2 separate regions of the Sus scrofa genome follow, and region 1 is linked to region 2. Evidence: chromatin contacts called from public promoter capture Hi-C data. All regions are on one chromosome and are shown on one strand. The core of a region is the stretch at or near the end of the contact, and the rest is flanking DNA. Distances in the headings are between cores, read along the strand shown.

Evidence for each region. Promoter capture Hi-C pulls out the DNA fragments that hold promoters and counts their contacts.
Region 1: a promoter capture Hi-C map of liver shows a contact between it and region 2, with 5 times the contacts expected there. The contact joins the promoter of POLL here to the promoter of LBX1 in region 2. A contact is called at or near these places in 4 of 5 promoter capture datasets (fetal liver, fetal skeletal muscle and liver), 14 of 47 Hi-C or Micro-C datasets (adipose tissue, blood, embryonic fibroblasts and 10 more) and 2 of 2 datasets of contacts at active chromatin or transcription factors (alveolar macrophages and skeletal muscle).

The regions. Positions count from the first base shown.
Region 1 is chr14:112,611,676-112,618,801 of Sscrofa11.1, reverse strand. POLL (DNA polymerase lambda) reads left to right here and starts at 1,454. Exons shown (of 9, transcript XM_005671395.3): 1 at 1,454-1,537; 2 at 2,356-2,496; 3 at 3,393-3,687; 4 at 3,860-4,022; 5 at 4,385-4,702; 6 at 5,719-5,892; 7 at 6,432-6,560. The coding sequence starts at 2,382. DPCD (protein DPCD) reads right to left here and starts at 1,464. Exons shown (of 6, transcript XM_001926725.4): 1 at 1,316-1,464. The coding sequence starts at 1,379.
Region 2 is chr14:112,282,689-112,290,183 of Sscrofa11.1, reverse strand. It overlaps LBX1 (ladybird homeobox 1), which reads left to right and starts at 3,968. Exons shown (of 2, transcript NM_001206336.1): 1 at 3,968-4,433; 2 at 5,111-5,923. The coding sequence starts at 4,109. The coding sequence ends at 5,631. It overlaps LOC110256659 (a long non-coding RNA gene), which reads right to left. Exons shown (of 2, transcript XR_002338515.1): 2 at 6,166-7,495. It overlaps LOC102161206 (a long non-coding RNA gene), which reads right to left and starts at 2,413. Exons shown (of 3, transcript XR_307765.3): 1 at 1-2,413.

The sequences.
Region 1 (7,126 bases), core at 205-2,704, 330 kb before region 2:
CTGACACAGTGTAGGGGATATTATGACAGACCAGGTGAATGCCTCAGTCTCACTAAACATTTATTAGGCCCCTAGTAATCAGCCATATACTTTCACACCTCGTGCCTTCACACATGCATCCTTCTTCTTGGGATAACTATCCCTTTTTCTCTATGAGAAAACACCTATTCATCTGTTAGGACCCATAAACATCAGCTCTTCTGTCAGGCTTTCCTTCAAAGAGATAATCACTTTCACCTCTGTGCGCTCAGAGAATTTTACGAAGAGTCCAATCTCTGTTTAACACACACACACATTTATTTACATTTCTTTTTCCTGACCACTCGGTGAACTCCTGGGACAACATGCCTTTTTTTTTCTATCTGCTCTAGTACACCACTTGACACACAGTAAAAGCATCCCTAAAATGCTGCCTGAACCAATGAGCAAATGACCAGCTGATTTCAGTTGCCACACTTTCCTCACTGGTCTCTGCCTGTGGATGTCAGTTCCTGCTGGTTTCCTGAAAGCTACAAGAACTCAGACCTAATTCATTCTGGCTGTCAAGAGGGTCCAGGAAGGAACCCTAAAGCACTGGTCAGTCCTAAGATGGGAGAAAGAAAGTCAGGACTCCATACCCCTGTGCCCACCTCTTCCAAGTCCAGCCCCGGAGTGAGGGTGGGGGCTTACTTTGTCTCCCTTAAAGATCCAGGGACCAATTTAGAGGCTCACTTATAAACATGATATTACAGCTGTAAAGGACCTCAGAAGTAACAGAGGTAATCCACCACCTCATTTTACAGATGAAGAAAGTAGGTTCAAACAAGTAAAGAGGTCGACAAGAGAGCCCACTAAATTAACGGAGTCTAGAGTCGTTAACTAGAGCCCAGGTGTACTGCCTCTCTGACACTAGACTGCTTTCAGCAATAGAACCTCCACATTGAGGTTCATGGAATCCCACGTCAAGATGCCGTCTTGTACCACTGACTAACTGAGGGAACTTGGGCTGGTCTAAAATCTTCGATTTCAGTTTCCTCTTCTGTAATGGGGTGAAAATTTAACAGCCTCCCCGGACGGCGGTGAAGAGCAAATGACAACGAACGTGAACGAAATTATTATTACTAGTAACAGAACTCAGAGCGGAGGAGGGTGGTGTAGAGGAAACCAGGGGTGTCCAGAGACGCGCGTCCCAGTCACGTCATCTCTCTGGGCCTCAGTTTCCTCGGCAGGACCTGGCCTGGCTGGCGGCCACGACCTTCTAGCTCTGCCTTCCCGGAGGCACAAGCACAGACCCTGTGGGAAAGGACAAGGGAGCTCGCGAGGGACCTCGAGTTACCGTCCTGCAACAGCGCCGTCTTCTCGGCCGCTCGGAGACTCTCCAGCCAGCCGGTCACCGCCATCTTCCCTCCGCCCGGCCGCGTGCCTAGCCGCTGTCATGGCAACGTTCCGCCTAAGGCCACTTCCGGCTACCCCGGAAGACGTTCCGGGCGTTTGCTTTTTCCTCCCCCTCCCGTCCCCCAACCCCCGCGCCCTTCATCCGCTCTCATTGGCTGCTCTGGTGAGTAGTTTACTCATGCCCACCACCTGTGATCCATCAGGCCCCAAGTTGACCCCATCCTGGACTGAATCCAGGAAATGGAACCCCACCCCGGCCCGCAGTCGGGAGTCCCTGGCGCGCGCCAGCTGCGTACGGAGCTGTGCCCCACACCTGCTGGCGTCTTCACCACCCCCAGCTGTGAGGCCTAGAGTGCCCCTGTCCCAGAAGGCGCCCCACACCTGCTACAGTCGTTCATCTCCCCGCAGCTGCGGGCCTGTGCGCCCCCGTGCCGAGAGGTCTGGTCGGAGACCAGGGCAGGTGCAGAGCGTTCCCCCACCAGCCTCTCTAACCTCCGCCTGCCACCCCAACCCCGGTTTTTCGTCTGTGGGTCTGTGATGGGTATAAAGATTATATGCAGGTTCTCCCCAGTCCTCACTCCTCTTGGGAGTCCAAGACCTTACTAAAGATGTGGTCCATTCCTAGCCTGGCATCCGTTTTGGTAAAGCCCTTTGGAAGTGGGAAGCAGCAAGAGCAGACGCTGCACACTGAATCTTCAGAGCAACCCCCTGAGAAATGATATTGTTTGGCGCCCCTCAAAAGCTCTTCCAAGAGTTCCACTCTTCCCCTCATTTCCCCCAGTGCTCTGACTTTGAAAAGCTAGTGAGTGTAGAGCTAGGCTAAACCACCCAAGTTCACTTAGGTTTTTGGGAGACTCTTGGGAACTAGGCTACTGCCCCCAAGGCCTAGTCAGTACACACCCCACCTTCACAGTCAGAGAGGTTGTGGAGCCTCACTTCTGCGTTTCCACATGACAGCTGCCCTGATCAACCCTCCAACAGAAAGACCAGGATCCAGTCATATCTCAATGGACCCCAGGGGCATCTTGAAGGCATTTCCCAAGCGGAGGAAAATTCATACCAGTCCATCATCAAAAGCACTTGCAAAGATTCCCAAGAGGGAAGATGGAGAAGAAGCAGGAGGTGAGTGGACCCACCCTCAGAACCCTCATGTACTTGAGCCTCAAGCTTCTACATAGTTCATGTCCAGAATCAGATATTACAGCTGACTCTGCCGTCCCAGAGCCTGCGGGTTGGTTTGTACCTGCCTTACACTAGGCTTGGTTCCCAGTCTTTGACAGGCAACTTGTTGAGACCTCCATCAATCAGAAGAATTCTTCCTGGTCCCTAAGGAAATGACCCAGCAGAATCCTGTGCTCTTTGTGAGATTGTCTGCTGGCCAGAGGAGGGGATCCAAACAATTTAGTTATTTTGTGGCTAAATTGGCAACTAGATAGCAAAAGCTTACCTGGTGGCCTGGGTTGGGGGAGAGGAATTATTAGACTGTGAGGCTTATAATGGCAAGAGATTTGCCATGCATGATACATAACAGGTGCCTACTAATTTTTTTTTTTTTTTTTTTTTTTTTGCGAGCCACACATGCAGCGTATGGAAGTTCCCAGGCCAGGAGTCAAATTGGAACTACACCTGCTGGCCTATGCCACAGCTCAGAGCAATGCCAGATCCTTAACCCACTGAGCAAGCCTAGGGATTGAACCTGCATCCTCATGGATACTAGGTGGGTTTGTTACCACTGAGCCACAACAGGAAATCCTAATATTTGTTGAAAGAGTAAATGATCAAATGCAGTGATATAGGGTACCTACAATGCACCAGACACTGTGTCAGGTTACATCAGAGAATAGGACATATCAAAATCCTTGCCCCTTCCACCGAGTAATGGCCCATGAGGAAATTAATGTATGCTTGTGGCGGGCTGTCTGGTTGGAGGAAAACGATTAGGGGAAAGGGACTGTGAAGAGTTCATTTGGATCATGTCCTAAAGTATGACAGTAGGCATCTGGATGTCCCCTCCACAGAGTGGCTGAGCTCCGTGCGGGCACATGTTGTGCCCACTGGCATTGGGCGAGCCCGAGCAGAACTCTTTGAGAAGCAGATTGTCCAGCATGGTGGCCAGCTATGCCCTGCCCAGGCCCCGGGGGTCACTCACATTGTGGTGGATGAAGGCATGGACTGTGAGCGAGCCCTGCGCCTCCTTAGACTGCCCAGGCTGCCCCCAGGTGCTCAGCTGGTGAAGTCTGCCTGGTTGAGCTTGTGCCTGCAGGAGAGAAGGCTGGTGGACACGGCAGGATTCAGCATCTTCATCCCCGAGAGGTGGGCTAGTCCTAGTCTTTTCTCAATGTTTTCTTGAGCACTCTTAAGTTATTAAAAATAACTTATTGTCTTAATTGGACACATTAAAAAAAGATTTCAGAGTAGAGAAGGATTGGAAGCAGAGAGAGGGCAAGACTTTTGGTGTCTTAACCTCCCAACACCATTCCTGCAGGTACCTGGATCAAGCACAGCTCAGCAAGGCAGGCAATGACTCCTCTACTTCCCCTGGAGCCCGTGAGACTCCGCTCAGGACAGCCCTCTCTCCTCCCTCTCCTCCCACCAGACCTGTATCTCCTTCTGAGAGGACAGAGGAGTTTGCGAGCATCCAAGCACAGGTCAGGAGCCTCCCTTCCCCTGGGAACTAGATCACAGAAACAGGGAGAGCCTGGTGGTTGTTCAGAAATTCCCAGCCCTCTGAGAGAGGAAGGCTGTCTTCACTGTGAAGCCACTTAGCTCTTCCCAGCACTCATCACTCCTGCATTTGCTCAAGCCACATCTGCCACATACCACTGAGGATCCTAGGGCTGGACACTGGGGGAGCCAAAGGGAACACAGCCCCACATTTAAGGAGACCCAGATCTGATGCAGAAGACCAGCTTCATTCTTGGGTCTGACTAGGAAACTCAACCCCTACTTCTGAGGAGCCCTCCTCAAGGAGGGCCTGAACTTAATGTCTCTTCTCCTTTCCTACCTCAAGCCCGGCTCTGATGGTGACACCAGTGATGGGGAAGAGACCCAGGTTAGTGCAGCTGATCTGGAAGCCCTGATCAGCGGCCGCTACCCCACCCCCCTTGAGGAAGATGGAGAGCCTAGCCCAGCCCCCAAGGGCCTGGATAAGTGGGTCTGTGCACAGCCTTCAAGTCAGAAGGCGACCAACCACAACCCCCACATCACAGAGAAGCTGGAAGTGCTGGCCAAAGCCTACAGTGTTCAGGGAGACAAGTGGAGGGCCCTGGGCTATGCTAAAGCCATCAATGCCCTCAAGAGCTTCCACAAGCCTGTCACCTCCTACCAGGTACCTGGGGGCCAGGGAAGGTTATGTGGGGCGGTGGGGAGGGGTCCTTCTCTTTACTGGTCAGAGATTGGTGGAGACACCAGTCACAAGTAGGGATCAGGTAGAGTGGTTAAGATTTTATGATTCTGAGACTTGCACAAAGGAAAAAAGTAGGAATTTTAATGAAAGCAGATTGGCAAAATCTTGGTAATTATAGAAGCTGGGTGATGGGAACTTGGGGTCCATTATACTAGTCTCTCTACTTTGGAATTTTTTTCCATAATAAAAAGTTTTTTAAAAGTTTAGACTCTGGAGGCCAACACACCAGAGTTTGAATTCTGGTTCCCATCAATCACTAACTATGTGACTTTAGACAAGTTACTCTTTTTTTTTTTGCCTTTTTTTTGCCATTTTCTTGGGCCACTCCCATGGCATTTGGAGGTTCCCAGGCTAGGGGTTGAATTGGAGCTGTAGCCTCTGGCCAATTCAGAGCCGCGTTTGCGGCCTACACCACAGCTCACGGCAATGCCAGAATCTCAACCCACTGAGCAAGGGCAGGGATTGAATGTGCAACCTCATGGTTCCTAGTCGGATTCGTTAACCACTGAGCCATGACGGGAACTCCTAGACAAGTTACTTAAACCCTCTGAGCATCAGTTTTCTCAGTAAAAAGGGACTAAGAATAGTAGAAACACCTGTTCCCATGAGGACTCCATGAGATGACCCCTGTAGTGCAGGTTCTGATACAGGGTAAAGTGTCAGTAAATGTCCTCTCCACTGTTGCCATGGTGATGGTGACTCGGTCCCTCATTACCGCCTTTCCTCTGCTGCCTCTGCTAACCTCTGTTCCTTTGGGAACCAGCAGACAAGTCCAGCCCACTCCGCCCAAACTTTTTATCTTCACCTGCACCCAAGCTTTACACAGCTACCTGTTACCAGCCATCCAGGACACCTGCTAAAGCAGTCAGCTTCCCCCACTGGCTCTACCCGCCCATCTGCTCACTCTTCCTTCCTGCCTCTGCCTCCTCTTCCTCTAGGAGGCCTGCGCTATACCCGGGATTGGAAAGCGGATGGCTGAGAAGATCCTAGAGATTCTGGAGAGTGGGCACCTGAGGAAGCTCGACCACATCAGCGAAAGCGTGCCTGTCTTACAGCTCTTCTCCAACATCTGGGGAGCTGGAACCAAGACTGCCCAGCTGTGGTACCATCAGGTCAAATGCTGTCCCAGCCCCCACTTCAGTTTCGCTATATCTTATCTTACCCTTATGCTCTGATGAGAATGAACCCGGACTGTAGGGAAACCACTTTTCAAAGGGGCCAGGGCTCATGCTGATCCCTCTCTTGGCTCCAAGAACCGCCCTGTTGCTTGTTATCCTTGAGGCTTCATCTGTAGTGTAGCCAGAGACAAGAAGTGTGTTTCTCCTGAGGAGACCAGGCCTTAGGGCTGAGTATCCAGATCAGTGGTTCCCAAACCCAGCCATGCCCAGAATCACCCCCAGCCCACTGGAATCATGAGCCAGTTTTAGGATTGTGGCCTGGCTGGATTGGGGTGTGTCTTCTCTGCCGCCTGCCTTTCCCAAGTCCCACTGATGACAGACCCAGCTCCTGGGTTGGTCCTGCTTCAGGCCTTTCTTAGAGTCTGGGGGTGATAGAAGCCTCGTGTGTGTGTGTGCACACGCGCGCGCGCACACACTGCCTCCTCATTGGTCCTGGATCCTCATAGCCTTCCCATCTGGCTTCCTTTTTTCAGGGTTTCCGGAGCCTAGAAGATATCCGAAACCAAGCCTCTCTGACTACCCAGCAGGCCATTGGTCTGAAGCATTACCATGACTTCCTGGACCGCATGCCCAGGGAGGAGGCTTCAGAGATCGAGCAGACAGTAAGCAGATGTCCCAGGCAGTGAGCACAGCCAGGCCCTACTCTAAGGTCAGGGCCTGGCCTGAAACCAAGAACTCTTGATCCCTCAACAGGGCAGCCCAGCGGGCAGAGGAAGCTGTGGGCCACCGGCCACCGGCGCTTGGGAGGAGTGGGGAAAGAGCAAGTTCAGAGGGGTGGGGGGGCTTTAGTAGGGAAGGGTGCAACACCGGCTGTCTGTGCCAGGGTTCTCAATGTTAGGCAGAGTTAGCACTGGCTTAGGCACTAGAATGGTGTTAGGACTAGGTTAACGTTAGGGCTAGATTAAAGATGGATTATCGTCACAACTCCTTGAGGGGGAGTTCCTGTCGTGGCTCAGTGGTTAATGAACCCAACGAGGAACCATGAGGATGCGGGTTCGATCCCTGACCTTGCTCAGTGGGTTAAGGAACCGGCGTTGCCATGAGCTGTGGTATAGGTTGCAGATGCAGTTTGGACCCTGTGTTGCTATGGCAATGGTGTAGGCCAGCAGCTATAGCTCCAATTTGATCCCTAGCCTGGGAACCTCCATGTGCCATGGGTGCAGCCCTA
Region 2 (7,495 bases), core at 2,719-5,218:
GAATTCAGGAGTCAGGATAGAGTATAGATCAGGCTCTGAAGACAGGCATTCTCTCCGTGGAGCAGACTCCAGGGATCAGCTGCTTCCACCTCCAGAGGAGAAGACACCCAGCAGATTAGGGTTGGGGAGCCCTTAGAGAGTCTTCCTGATCCAGCCTTGGATCCCAGGAGTGAAGGGATACGGAGCAGAAGGTGGGATCCTGGAGCAATGGCAAAGTTCCTTCCCACCAACCCTCACCCCAACTTCCTCTAAATTACTTACTCCCCTTTCCAAATCTCACAATCTCCAACACTCCTCTGAGGTGGGACTGCCAAGGCCCAAACCTTCCCCCTCCTCCTTGCACAATTGTTTATACTCCATTAGCTTGACAAAAACTCACTCAGCCAATACTTAAGGGTGCCCGGTTCCGGCTCTGCCTGGCCTGTGAAGGTCTGAAGTAGATGGAATCCCCCCATCAAGGACCCAGTCCTTGAGGATCTCCCATTTTGGCAGAAGTGAGAGTGAGTCTGAAGACAAACCCAAAACAGCTCCTATCTCTGCAGGAGGAGCCCATGGATTTGGGCACTAGGAGTTCAAGAAGATCCCTGCTGCCCACACACTGGAGTCTGGAGTTTCGGAAAACCACAGGATAGGAGATAAAATCATTAGGGCAGTTGGCCTGGTTTTTGAAGATAATCTGGATGAGGTGATGGAGGCAGGGGGCCCTAAGCCACAAAACAGACAGGTGGCACCATGTGTGCCCCCTGAACCCCCAGCTGTGCTGACCAAAGCTATGTGACAGAGTTCAACCAATTATGCCAAACAAACAAACAAACAAACAACCAACCAAACAAACAACCCAACAAACAAACAAACAAACCACAAAGCCTTGGGACTGGGTGGCAGGTAGTTACCAGAAAGGGAAGAAAAGATTTGGTGATGGTGGGATGGAAGGGGTTATGTCGCAGATGATTGCAGAATGTTCTGTCCACTGTGACACAATGTGGCCAAAGACTAAAAGGGCAGGGAAACAGGGTTCCAGTGGAGGAATTCTATGTTCCCACCCCTATGTTCCCCAATTCTCCTTTCTAACCTTCCAGGCAGCCTCACAATAATCCTAAACTCTGCTGATCCTGAGAAACTGGAAGATGAATACTAGCAGGGTTGTCCTTAAGATCCTGTCTTGCAGGCCAATATCAGCTGTGGTGACAGGAACAAACTGGAGGAATGGGGGAGGGGAAGTGTGGGAGGGAGCCCCTCTGGAGGATTGAGACCAAGGAGTCCCCTAGGATGGGGGCTATGGCTTGCCTGAGGCTCTGGGTCAGGGCTTTGGGGTTTTAGCAGGAAAGGTCTGTGGGTCAGAGGCTGAAGCAGAATCCTGAGAGCAGGAAGTCAGAGGAAAGAGCAGATCCTCTTTGGTCCCAGGTCCCAGAGATTACAAGCCAGCAGGATCCAACTCCCTGGAGTCCTCTCCCTCAGGTCCCTCTCTACCATCTCCTGACTCTGACTCCAGGGCCACCCTCACCTCATGGCTCCCAGAATAGCACCAATGCATCAGAGACAGGCCTGCTTTGGGGATAGCTCTGCAGCTCTGAGGGAATATTCTCACCATTCCCGCTTCTAAAATACCTGTCCTCCCCCACAAAATGCAGGACAAAGATGCCCAAGAGGGTAAATAGCTTTTCCCAACACTCCCAAGCAGACCTGGGGCAGGCATTGGGGGTCCCAAACAAGAATCCATTCTCCTACAGGTCCTAACCAGGAAATTTAAAAACAAAAAACAAACAAACCAAAAAACAAAAAACTGATCTCTGATGCTCACGGGACCTTATGCTGGAAGCATCCAGGAAGAGAAACTGTCCCCTGTCCCATAGCTCAGCTTGATTCCCTCTCTGGAGGACATATGAAGGGACAAGAAGCCCAAGAGGCTAATTCTTCCCATCCCAACCTCTGGGCTGGGCCACAGTCCTTCACACTGGCCTTCTGGACCCTTTTCTGGACCAAGCAGGGCTGCCAGATCACACTGCTTGCCCAGGAGTTTACAAACAAAGCCAGGGAAAGGGCTGGGCTGTATGTGGGGAGGAGAACAGCTCTTCCTCCTTTGGCTCCAACTCCCCCCTCTTCTCCCCTCCTTTCTACAGGAACAGAAATAGAAAATTAGGGTGGCAGGGCAAGTGGCCCCACACAAACCAAAGGAGGGACTCAAGAGGAAAAAAACCCTGGGGCTACAGCCCCCCTTGGGTGCATCAGGGGAATGGAAGACATAGGTAGGGGGTTTAAACACGCCTAAATACCCACAGATTCACATACATACACACAAATATACACATGGAGAACCACACATAAATATACACATTCAAAACATAAACACATTCAAACACCCATGCACACAAATGCTCGCCTGATATAGAGAGAATTCGGACTGTAGGGTTTCCAGTGCCCAGTCTGACTCGAACCCCAGATCCCTCCTGGTTCCTGAGAGCACAGCCCCGGCCCGTGGCCCGGCCCCCTCCCGGCCCCCGCCCCGCATCCGGAACAGCTGGAGTCGGCCTGGCGGTGCACTCAAGCCCGGCGCTGGGCTGGGCGGGGCCGGCAGCGGGGCCCCGGCCGGGGCCCGGCAGAGCGCAGCGGGGAGGCCCTGAGCCTGCCCCGTTAGCCCCAGCACCCGGCCCGGCTACTCGGTCGGACACCAGTCACCAGACCGGCGGTGGCCCCGGCCGACCCGGAGAGCCGCGGCCCGAAGAGAGTGTGCAAGACTGCCGGAGGAGGTAAGGCTGTCGCTTTGGGCTCACGCCGGGGAAGAGGGGTCTAGAGTCACCAACAACTCCCCTTCCACCACTTGGTTGGGGAAAGCTGTGTCCTCTGGCTGGCCTCCTACCCCAACCCCCGGGCTCCCTCACCCCTGCTTCCCGTGTCGCCTCACTCAGGGCTGCAGAGCCCCCTCGGACCTCCCGCGGGCCAGCTGGAGGGCTGCAGATTCCTTCGCCCCGGGCGCGTGGCCCAAGGCCGAGGGTGAGGGACAAGTGGGTCTAGGGTTAGGGGCGCTAGGTCTTTGATCTCAGCTTGGCAAAGTCCTCTCTGGGCCCGCGACACTGGGCCCACCCAGACTACTGGTCTTACCTGGCCCGCGCGGCGGCTGCATACCTCCCCGGCTGAGCTCCTGCAGCCCTTCTAGGGCGCCAAATCCTGGTTGAAGAGCCTGAGACCTCCGGGCCAGCGCTGCCGCTACAGCCAGGCCGGCGGGAGGTGGGTGCGCCGGGAGTGCGGCTCGCAGTTTGGGGTGGGGGCGGCGGCTTTTCAGTCGCCGGAGGTTCGGGTGCAATAAAGGCGCCGCTAATGTAATTTACAAACAGCTCGGGCCGAGCGCGGCGCAGCGCCCGGACTGACAGGCGCATTAGGCAGGCTAATTCCAGCCGGCTCCTCCTACCCCAGGCCCGCTAATTAATGAGCTTCCCAACTTAGAGCCGCCTGCATTGGACGGACAGAGAGTGAAAGGGAGGACGAGGGAGAGGGAGAAGGAGAGAGACGGGGGGAGCGGAGAAGAGAAGAGAGAGGGAGGGAGGGAGGGAGAGAGGGAGGGAGAGAACAGGAAGAGAGAGAACAGAGAGAAAGAAGAGAGGAGAAAGACAGGGAGAAAGAGAAAGAGAGAGAGAGAAGTGCCGCTGCAGATAATTGATTACTCCTCGATCAAGGCTAACTTGTTAGCAATAGTCAATTGCCCCATCTCTCCGCCTCCCCTCGCAGTACGGGATCGGCGCCCTCGCCTCGGCTCTTCCAACTGCCGCCGCCAGGACCCGGGGCCAGGAGCCGCCGCGGAGCCACCTGACACCTTTAAATAGCACCGGGGGCTGGCGAAACTGGAGCCCCGCGCGGCGCGCCCCGGCTCGGGCCCCGGATTGCTGGAAGCCCCGGCGGCTGTGGCGCCCGCGTCAGCGCCCTCCTCCTGGGGCCCCGTGCGGCTCTGTTCGCCTCTGCCGCTGCGCTAATCGGCCCGAGCCCGGCCCGCGTCCTGCCCAGCGCGGCCTCCTGTCTGCCTGCCACCCGCTCGCGCCGCCCGGCGCCCGAGCTGCCCGCGGGCTGGGTCCCCGCGACCCGAGCCGCCCCGGCCGGGCCCCCAAAAGAGGCCGAGATGACTTCCAAGGAGGACAGCAAGGCGGCGCCGGGGGAGGAGAGGCGGCGCAGCCCTCTGGACCACCTGCCGCCGCCCGCCAACTCCAACAAGCCGCTAACGCCTTTCAGCATTGAGGACATCCTCAACAAGCCGTCTGTGCGGAGAAGTTACTCGCTGTGCGGGGCGGCGCACCTACTGGCGGCCGCGGACAAGCACGCGCCGGGCGGCTTGCCCCTGGCGGGCCGCGCGCTGCTCTCACAGACCTCGCCGCTGTGCGCCCTGGAGGAGCTCGCCAGCAAGACTTTTAAGGGGCTGGAGGTCAGCGTCCTGCAGGCAGCCGAAGGTAGGCGCCGCCACTGGGTACCTTTGCGACCAGCACCCCGCGCCTGGATCCAGGGGTCCCACGCTTAGTGCCTGGTCCCTCTGCCCGCCTCCTCCCTTGCCAGCCGCCAGGGCCCTCCAGCCCAAGCTGCTGCCGCTGGGAGTGGAGATGCGTGGGACAGGACCCAAACCCTGTTTCCTAGGGACCTCTGGATAGGCCAGATCGAGTGACTGAGGAAGGGAGGCGGGAACCCAAGATCTCTCCGCAGTCGGTCTGCTCTGCCTGGCTCCCTCCCTTTCACAGTGGCCCGGGGAACTGGGGTTTGGAGAGCCTTGGCTAGGACCTTTTGGGTAGGTAGAGCTGAGTTGATTGCAATGTGGTGGAGAGCCAGCATTCACACCCAGTCAGGGAGTCCCTGTCTGGCTCTCTCCTGTTCCAGGGACATCGAGTCTTTCAAACCAACTCTCAAGTGACCCGGCAGAGACCAAAACAATTTTTTCCTAGGGACTTCCGGTAGCTGAGAAATGGGGGAAGGGGGCTTGCCATAGCTGAGGCTTGCCCTAGTCCTGGTGGTCGAATCTAATCCGGCAGGCGACAGCGACTGACCACAGGCCGGATAGGTCTAGGTGCGGTGAGTAAGGGCCAGGGTGGGGGTCTCCTCTCCCCTGGAGCAAGCCTATATTTTGGTTTCCTCGCAGGCCGCGATGGAATGACCATCTTTGGGCAGCGGCAGACCCCCAAGAAGCGGCGAAAGTCGCGAACGGCCTTCACCAACCACCAGATCTATGAGTTGGAGAAGCGCTTCCTTTACCAGAAGTACCTGTCCCCCGCCGATCGTGACCAAATTGCGCAGCAGCTGGGCCTCACCAATGCTCAGGTCATCACCTGGTTTCAGAATCGGCGCGCCAAGCTCAAGCGGGACCTGGAGGAGATGAAGGCCGACGTGGAGTCCGCCAAGAAACTGGGCCCCAGTGGGCAGATGGACATCGTGGCGCTGGCCGAACTGGAGCAGAACTCTGAGGCTGCAGGCGGCGGTGGCGGCGGCTGCGGCAGGGCCAAGTCCAGGCCTGGCTCTCCGGCACTCCCCCCAGGCGCCCCGCAGGCCCCGGGCGCCGGGCCCCTGCAGCTCTCTCCTGCCTCCCCGCTCACGGACCAGCCGGCCAGCAGCCAGGACTGCTCGGAGGACGAGGAAGACGAGGAGATCGACGTGGATGATTGAGCTGCGCCCCGGCATCTTCCGCCGCCCTGGGCTCCTAGCGCCGTTTGCCGGCCGCCTCCCGGACCGGACCGCCAAGGGGAGCTGGGACCTCCTCTGCAACTCCCGCCTTCTCCCCTGTCCCTGGCCCGGACTCGGCTCCCGGCGGCCGCCTCTTCCCTCACGAAGCAATAAACCCGGGCCGGCCGGCCGGGCCGGCCGCCGCGCGCGGCCTCCACCGCCCCGGGAGCCCTCGCCGTGCAGCTCTGTATGGCTTCTGTATAAATATTTAAACCTATACTCCGGGTTCTTCCCATCGCAGCCTGACTTTTTTCTTTCTTTTATTTTTTAAAATTTCGGAGATCTCCATGATTTCAAAGCTCTCAGGCTGCTGCCGGGTTTGCTGAGGGCGAGGCAGAATCGAGGGTAACGAACATTTAACCCCGAGGTCTGGAGGAGGGGGCCGCCCCGACTGTTCTGATTTTTCTCTGCATGTGGCGAATGCACCGGCCTTCTCCCTCCTCACTTCCCTAGGCCTATTGCAGTTGACTTCTTTTATTTCCTTCTGCATTTCCCCCCCTGCGTCGGAAGGGGCTGAGGGGGGCAACTGGGTCTTGACTTGCAAGTTTCAAATAGATGTTTTCTTCCCCCCTCGAGAGAAGCCTGTTCTCAGTGCCATTTCTGCCTCCAAATGCCCAGTAACGCTATTTTTAAGATTCCTTCCCACCCTCTCTCGGTTTCCTTGGACTGACTACCGAGGGGTCCGAGTCTTAGGGACAAAACAGGGGGAAATCCAACCAACCAACGAAAACGGAACCCAAAGCCCTAGAATTATTTTTTACTCTTTTTAGAATTTTTTTGCATGTGACAGAGATCGAGAGGAGGCCGACTTAAGCCCTCGCCCCACCTCCTCTGCAGCTCTGGGTCTGTCTTGCAGTTTCCAATGCCCTGCTCCTAGCTCGACTTGGCCAGAAAAGGGTGGCCAGATGAGGGTGGGTCCTGCGTGCCACTCCCCTGCTCCTGCCCTGCCCTCTCCTCCCCAGACTGTACCCAAGGCCTCTTTCTCCGATAAATAAAGTCTTTGCCATTTTACTAGAACCGGCGGTGACGGTGTCTGAATGAGTGGGCCCTATTCAGTGAAGCCGTGGCAGGTTCTGGGTGTCTCGCCGCTGCTAGTCACCCTCTGCCCAGGCCTTGGAGATTTGGAGGAGTTTCGGGGCAGGCATGAGAATGAGGGATGTGGGGGTAAGTAGTGAGGGAGGAGGCGCTTCTTGCACAAACCGGCGGTAGCTACCAAGTGGTGCAGGGGTGAGAGAAGCAGGCTTCGCCAGGTCCGGGTAAAAAGTGAGGCGTGCAATGCTGGGAGAAAACGTGTGCATACTTTGAGGGCTGCACGGGTGCAGAATTAATTTGTGTGGGGCAAAGGCTGCATGGGGGGAGACTTGCCCTGGGGCTCATGCATCCTACCCAGGACCCGAGGGAATTCCTTCCCCGCTCCTTGGGGCACTGGCTAAGCTTCGGGTGGTATCAGTCGGACAGCAGGATGGAGCCTGAGGGCTCCCAAGTTTCGGTTAGCCAGAGGGCCTTACCCTTGGGAGAGGGAGGAAAACTAGGTCGAAGACACCAAGGGCAGGCTGAATTGCTCACAGGGGCACAGGGAGATGTGAGCCCGAAGTGTCTGAGGGTTGAGGTGAATTTCCGGTGATGGTCACAAAAATTCTGGGCCTCGAACCCAGCTGGGGACAGAGACATCAATCTCCCAAGGACTCTTGGGGGTCCCTGCACCCTGAGGGCAGCTGGGGCAGGACCATAGGCAGCTTTCACTTTTCCGAATGGAGCGGGGTTTCTCCCTGGGCTTTTGTTGTCGCTGGGCTGGCGAGTGGCCGCT